2 separate regions of the Mus musculus genome follow, and region 2 is linked to region 1. Evidence: chromatin contacts called from public HiChIP or PLAC-seq data. All regions are on one chromosome and are shown on one strand. Each heading gives the region's core, a stretch centred on a gene start, on an enhancer-like site or on the middle of the called end of the contact. The rest is flanking DNA. Distances are from core to core; before and after follow the strand shown. Region 1 overlaps Gpr107 (G protein-coupled receptor 107). Region 2 overlaps Hmcn2 (hemicentin 2).

Evidence for each region. HiChIP or PLAC-seq counts read pairs in DNA pulled down with a chosen protein or histone mark.
Region 2: an H3K27ac HiChIP or PLAC-seq map of embryonic stem cells shows a contact between it and region 1, with 19 read pairs. The contact joins two enhancer-like sites. A contact is called at or near these places in 1 of 115 datasets of contacts at active chromatin or transcription factors (embryonic stem cells) and 3 of 9 other capture datasets (adipose tissue, liver and pancreatic islet).

What each region holds. Positions count from the first base shown.
Region 1 is chr2:31,163,937-31,166,724 of GRCm38.p6, reverse strand. All of the region lies in intron 1 of Gpr107 (G protein-coupled receptor 107), which reads right to left. Among named protein-coding and RNA genes, the nearest start is that of Gpr107, 13 kb to the right of the region's middle. Within about 2 kb of position 1,329, at least 107 of the 459 cell types and tissues checked have an H3K27ac peak or open chromatin away from gene starts, as enhancers often do. A contact at or near this core is called in embryonic stem cells, where this site is marked.
Region 2 is chr2:31,329,071-31,331,858 of GRCm38.p6, reverse strand. All of the region lies in intron 1 of Hmcn2 (hemicentin 2), which reads right to left. Among named protein-coding and RNA genes, the nearest start is that of Hmcn2, 16 kb to the right of the region's middle. Within about 2 kb of position 1,403, at least 4 of the 459 cell types and tissues checked have an H3K27ac peak or open chromatin away from gene starts, as enhancers often do. A contact at or near this core is called in embryonic stem cells, where this site is marked.

The DNA of each region.
Region 1 (2,788 bases), core at 80-2,579:
TTCTTCCTGAAAGAAGAGTGCCTGTCTTCTGGTAGGCAAAACTTTATAGAGGAGGCCAAGTCACAGGGTGCACACCTTTAATACCCACCCAGGAGGCAGAGGCAGGAGGGTGAGTTCAAGGCCAGGCTGGTTTACACTGAGTTCCTGACCAGCCAGGGGTATATAGTGAGAACCTGTTTAAAAGAAAGACTAGCGGGAGTGGTGGCACATGCCTTTAATCCCAGAGGCAGGCTGATTTCTGAGTTCGAGGCCAGCCTGGTCTACAAAGTGAGTTCCAGGACAGCCAGAGCTATGCAGAGAAACCCTGTCTCAAAAAACCAAAAAAAAAACCAAAAAAAAAAAAAAAAAAAAGACAAACAACGGCCCCTCAAAAAAACATAGGGGGCTGGAGGCTAGGACCTAGTTCAGTTAAAAACACTTGCTGCTCTTCCGTCAACCATCTCCCATCAACCACATTAGGAGGCTCATAACCATCTGTAACTCCAGGGGATCTTTTGCCTCTGGCTTCTGTGAGCACCTGCATTCATGTGCACACACCCACATGCAGATACATACACCTACATAGAATTAAGAATAATTTAAAATTTAATATTTATGAGGCTGGAGAGATAGATCAGCGGTTAAGAGCATTGACTGCGCTTCCAGAGGTCCTGAGTTCAATTCCCCGCAACCACATGGTGGCTCACAACCATCTGTAATGGGATCTGATGCCTTCTTATGGTATGTCTGAAGACAGCTACAGTGTATATAAAATACATAAAATAAATAAATCTTTAAAAAAATACTCCCCACCCCCAAAATTTTGTAATGTATAAAAGAAACCAATTCTGGCAGGGGAGGGGAGTGTTGAAGTAAGTACAAGCGCCCTGCTGCCCTCAGCTCCTCCCAGACTTTTGTCACTTGACCCTAAGTGATAACCAGTATGCTGGGCCTTAGGGCAGAAGCTAATGCAGAGGCCCTCCCAGGAACAAGTCAAGTGGAGACAGACAACTGAGCAGGGGGAATCCCGGGCGTGCTCAAGCCTCAGCCCACAGAGAAACATGCCCAACCCCTGCCTGCTCCATGTCTCAACTGATGCAGGACAACACATTTCAGGACCAGGACAAGATATCAGCAAAGCCTTCTAACACAGCTTCGTCCTGACATGTGACATTACTGAGACTACATGAACTGCCTGTGACAAGGTGGCTCTTTACTCATAATGCTGGAGCTACCCAAACAATAGCAGCTGTTGATGGGACCCTCGCCTATAGCTACAAGTTTCCAGGCCTCAGGGGCTGTCAATGGGACCTTCTGAGGGACTAGGATAAGCCCCACCCACAAGGCCAAGAGACAATGCCCTGGAAAGCTGCCACCAGGAGGGTCTTATTCCCTGGCTGACTCTGGCTCCCCATCCCAGCTAGGTCTGAGGGTTGGAGCACTGGCCTTCAGCAACGGTCTAATACAAACTCTCTCCAGACTCCTGCAATATCTCAGAATGGCACTCGCTTCCTCCCCTCCCCGCTCCAGCCAGTGTTTTCAACTCCCTCTTCCCTTTTTTGGTCCTCTGGGAATTTCCTTTACTGCAGAGTTCAGCTAGGCATTTGGAGCAGTGTGCTGCCTCTCACTTCCCAGTGACAGGAGACTGAGGCAAACCCACACTCCCACAGAGAAGCAATCTGCAGAGCAAAGCAAGCCCACTCACAATACACACACACACACACACACACACACACACACACACACACGACAGGATTTGGAGGGGACGGTGACTGCTCCTCAGAGAAAGGGACTTTCCAGTCACTTGAGGGAAAGGCAAGGCTTGAGAAAACTGTAAAAGCACTAATAATTGTTTCCTGCTGGCTACAGTGTGTTTACATTGGGGAAATAACCTGAGTTGTACATTTATGTTCAGCACATACGGATTTTACTTTTTTCTTGTATTTTGTTTATTTACTTGTGTGTGTATGCACATGTCACAGTACAAAGAAAAAGTCAGAAGACAACTTGTAGGAGTCCAGTCCCCCCTTCCAGCATGGGGGGCCCAGGTCATCAGGCTTTCACTGCTGAGCCATCTCACTGGTCCCAAACTTCCATTTTCAGAGTATAAGTCTTCTACTCTGTCCAACATGTAGGAAGTTTACAGCAGACACACATGAGAGGCAGAGGCAGGTGGGTCTTTGTGAGTTCAAGCCTAGAACAGCTAGGGTTACACAGTGAGACCTCATCTTTAAACAAAGCCTCACTGAGGCTCTATGAGGAGCACCATGCACCTGACACAGCAGCACACCTGTAGCGCACACCTGTAGTGCACACCTGTAGCACACCTGTAGTACACACCTGTAGCACACCCCAGCACTTGGCAGACAGTGGCAGGAGGATCAGGAGCTCAAGAGGATGAGAAGTTGGGTGGCAGCTCAGTATTCCTGCCCTCTCCCTGCTACTCTCCTGGAAATGGCAGCCAAGCTCCCTGACAATGGGACAGTACATCCTCATGTGGGGACAGAGAGGGTCTGCCAGAGCATCCCAAGGCTGACCCTGCCAGACACCAGCAACAGAGAGGATGCACTGGCCACCTCCTGCACAGGACCCAGCAGGGCTCTAAGGAGTGCTCTGCAACAGGGAGCTGCCTCCCTACAACTCTACAAGGCGGGTGCTGCTCTGCTCAGGCTACTGTGGAAGAAACAGGCCCAGACAGGTAAGTGCTGGCTTGGACCAGAGAAGCAGACCCAACCCAGGCAGGAACTCTACACCTGGGCACTTACTCACTGCATGCCTTTCATAAGCAAATAAACAGTGCATCTTTTAT
Region 2 (2,788 bases), core at 154-2,653, 170 kb before region 1:
GAGCCATCTCCTCACCTCAGTTCATTTAAAGACTTATTTTTATATATGTATATGTATGCCTCTGTGTGTGTGTGTGTGTGTGTGTGTGTGTGTGTGTGTGTGTGTGTGTGTGTATGCCTGTGTGTGCATACATATGTTTGCCACCTGTTTAAGTGCCTGCAGAAGCCTAATAGGACATCAGATCCCCTAAAGCTGGAATTACAGTTATGAGCCACCCCATGGTTTATTCGAACATGGTTAGGATAATCTTGGCAGTCCTGGGTTGGAGGGTGAGCTCCCTGAACCCAATGTCTAAGGCTCAGCCTCTCACCACCCAGATCCTGGGAAAGTCCGTCCTGTGAGAGGGAGGTGCCTCTGGGAGACCATGTCACCCCAAAGCAGCTACCTTCTTGTCTGACCTCCTCTGGTCCCATACATACGCATACATCTTGGTAGACAGGTCACTGCCTTTCCTGGTCCTCAATCCCAGAGCAATATCAGCTCCTATGACACTAGGAAGGGTCTGAGTGCTCAGGGATCACCCATCAACTGTTTGAGGACTCAGAGATGCTTGTTGTCTTCAGTGATGACTGCCCATGCCCTCACTGGTAGGCTAGCGCCTCTCACACCCAGCTCCCAGCAGAGCAGGACAGCAGGCTTGTCTCTGTGGGAGTTTACCCATAGGAGAGATTACTGGCTCTCTTCTTCTTCCTAGTTTCTCTTGTCTGGAACGGCTGGCTCTGAACAACAAGAAAAATCCCAGTGGCTCTGCTTGTGTGACTGTGTGAGCCCTTCCCGACACAGTGTGTCTGTCTCCAGCTGTGGCCGCAAGTGCTGGTTTGTGTTAGTTTGTTTTTTTCTGCTGCTGTCATAGAATACTCGACACTAGCTAATTTATCAAGAGGAAAGGTTTATTTCTGCTCACAGTCCTGGAGGCTAATGGGTCCAAGACTGTACTGCAGCATCTACTGGGGACTCTAGGAACATCATAGGGCAGAAGGGAATCGAGCACTCTGGGGCAAGGGGCTTGGGGGGCATCTCAGGAGAACTAACTCAGTCAGAGGTGAGGGGGATGACAAATGAACACCATCAACTGGTTCCTGAGGGTGCCATCTCATGACCTAAACCCCTTCCCTTGGCTCCAAATTACCACATGGGAGATCTAAAGTTTCCATAACTTAGCTTTGGGGTGGGATACAGGCCACAGCAATGGTGTTGACAGGCATAGGTCTATTGTTGTCAGAGGTGGGATTTTTTTTTTTTTTAGACAAAGTCTCATGTAGCCCAGGCCACCCTAGAACTCTTTATATAGCTAAGGATGACCTTGAACTCTTGAACTTGCAGTTTCCACTTCCTGAGTTGCTAGAATACAGGTGAGCACCATCTCACTCAGTCTTTGCAGTGCTGGGTGGAACCCCAGGCTTTGTGCGTGCTGGGAAAGCCACTGAGTCACACCCCTAGCACAATAAAGTCTACTATGGAGTCCAGGGATGTGGGAAGCCGCCCTCACATTCGCCGTTGCAAGATGGCGCTGACATCCTGTGTTCTAAGTGGTAAACAAATAATCTGCGCATGTGCCAAGGGTAGTTCTTCACTCCATGTGCTCTGCCTTCCCCGTGACGACAACTCGGCCGACGGGCTGCAGCCAATCAGGGAGTGACACTTCCTAGGCGGAGGATAATTCTCCTTTAAAAGGGACGGGGTTTCGCCATTCTCTCTCTTGCACTCTTGCTCCTGAAGATGTAAGCAATAAAGTTTTGCCGCAGAAGATTCTGGTTTGCTGCGTCTTTCCTGGCCGGTCGCGAACGCGTGTAAGACAGGGAGACAAAGCGACCTGACCAAGGAATTACGAGCAGGGATCAGTAGAGATGGAGCTGGAATTTAGGTCATTCTGACCCCAGCTCCAAGCTGTCAACCAAGCTGGAGGCTGCAGATGCTCTGTGCTCATTCCCTGGGCCTCATTGCTCCTGGAGGGGAGGGAGGTTCGTGACTGAAGAAGGACATTTGCCAAACAGCTGGGCAGATGTAGCGTGCAGCCCCTAAAAGCTGGGCATGCTGGCCGTGGGAACGATTAAGCCTGTGACCTTGACTCCCCTCAGCCACCCTCCTGCGTGTGAGTCCCAGAAGCCTGGCCCAGGCTCACCCCTCTACAGGGGGAGCATCTTCTCTGCATGGAAGTGAAGTCTCTGGGGTATGTGTAGGGCATGCAGTGTTAAACAGTCCAGGTGCTTCGCTGGCCCCTTGTCTGGCCCTGTTGGTCCCAGTGGGAATAGTCAGGCCTGGAGCTGGGCCTCAGACTTCATCTGTAACAATCTCTCATCCTCTGGGTAAGGACTCTTCCCAGATCTTTCCTTCCCCATGATCAAGTAGCACTTGAGTCCCATAGCCTCCCTCCCTCTCTCTCTCTCTCTGTCTGGAGAGAGAGAAAAATAAAAGCCAGGTGATCCACACTAGAGCTTAGGAGGTGGAGGCAAGTAGATCTCTGTGAGTTCGAGGCCAACCTGGTCTACATAGCAAATTCCAGGGCAACCATTTCTACATAGTAAGATTCTGCCACAAAAATTAATTAATTAAAATAATAATAAAGACTTGAATAACACAATAAAAATTAAAATCTTCTCAAAATTGACTGTGATTTTGCTCAGAATTTTGTTTTCTTTCCAGTTCAGTTGTAATTGTCATTTGAAGGAATTTGATGCTCCCCAAGACCTGCTCCTGCTTCTCCTGACATGCTGCCCTCAGCAGGCTCTAGATTTCCCGACAAGTTCCTCCAGTTCTTTTAAGACCGGTTCTAACTGCGTTCATTCTC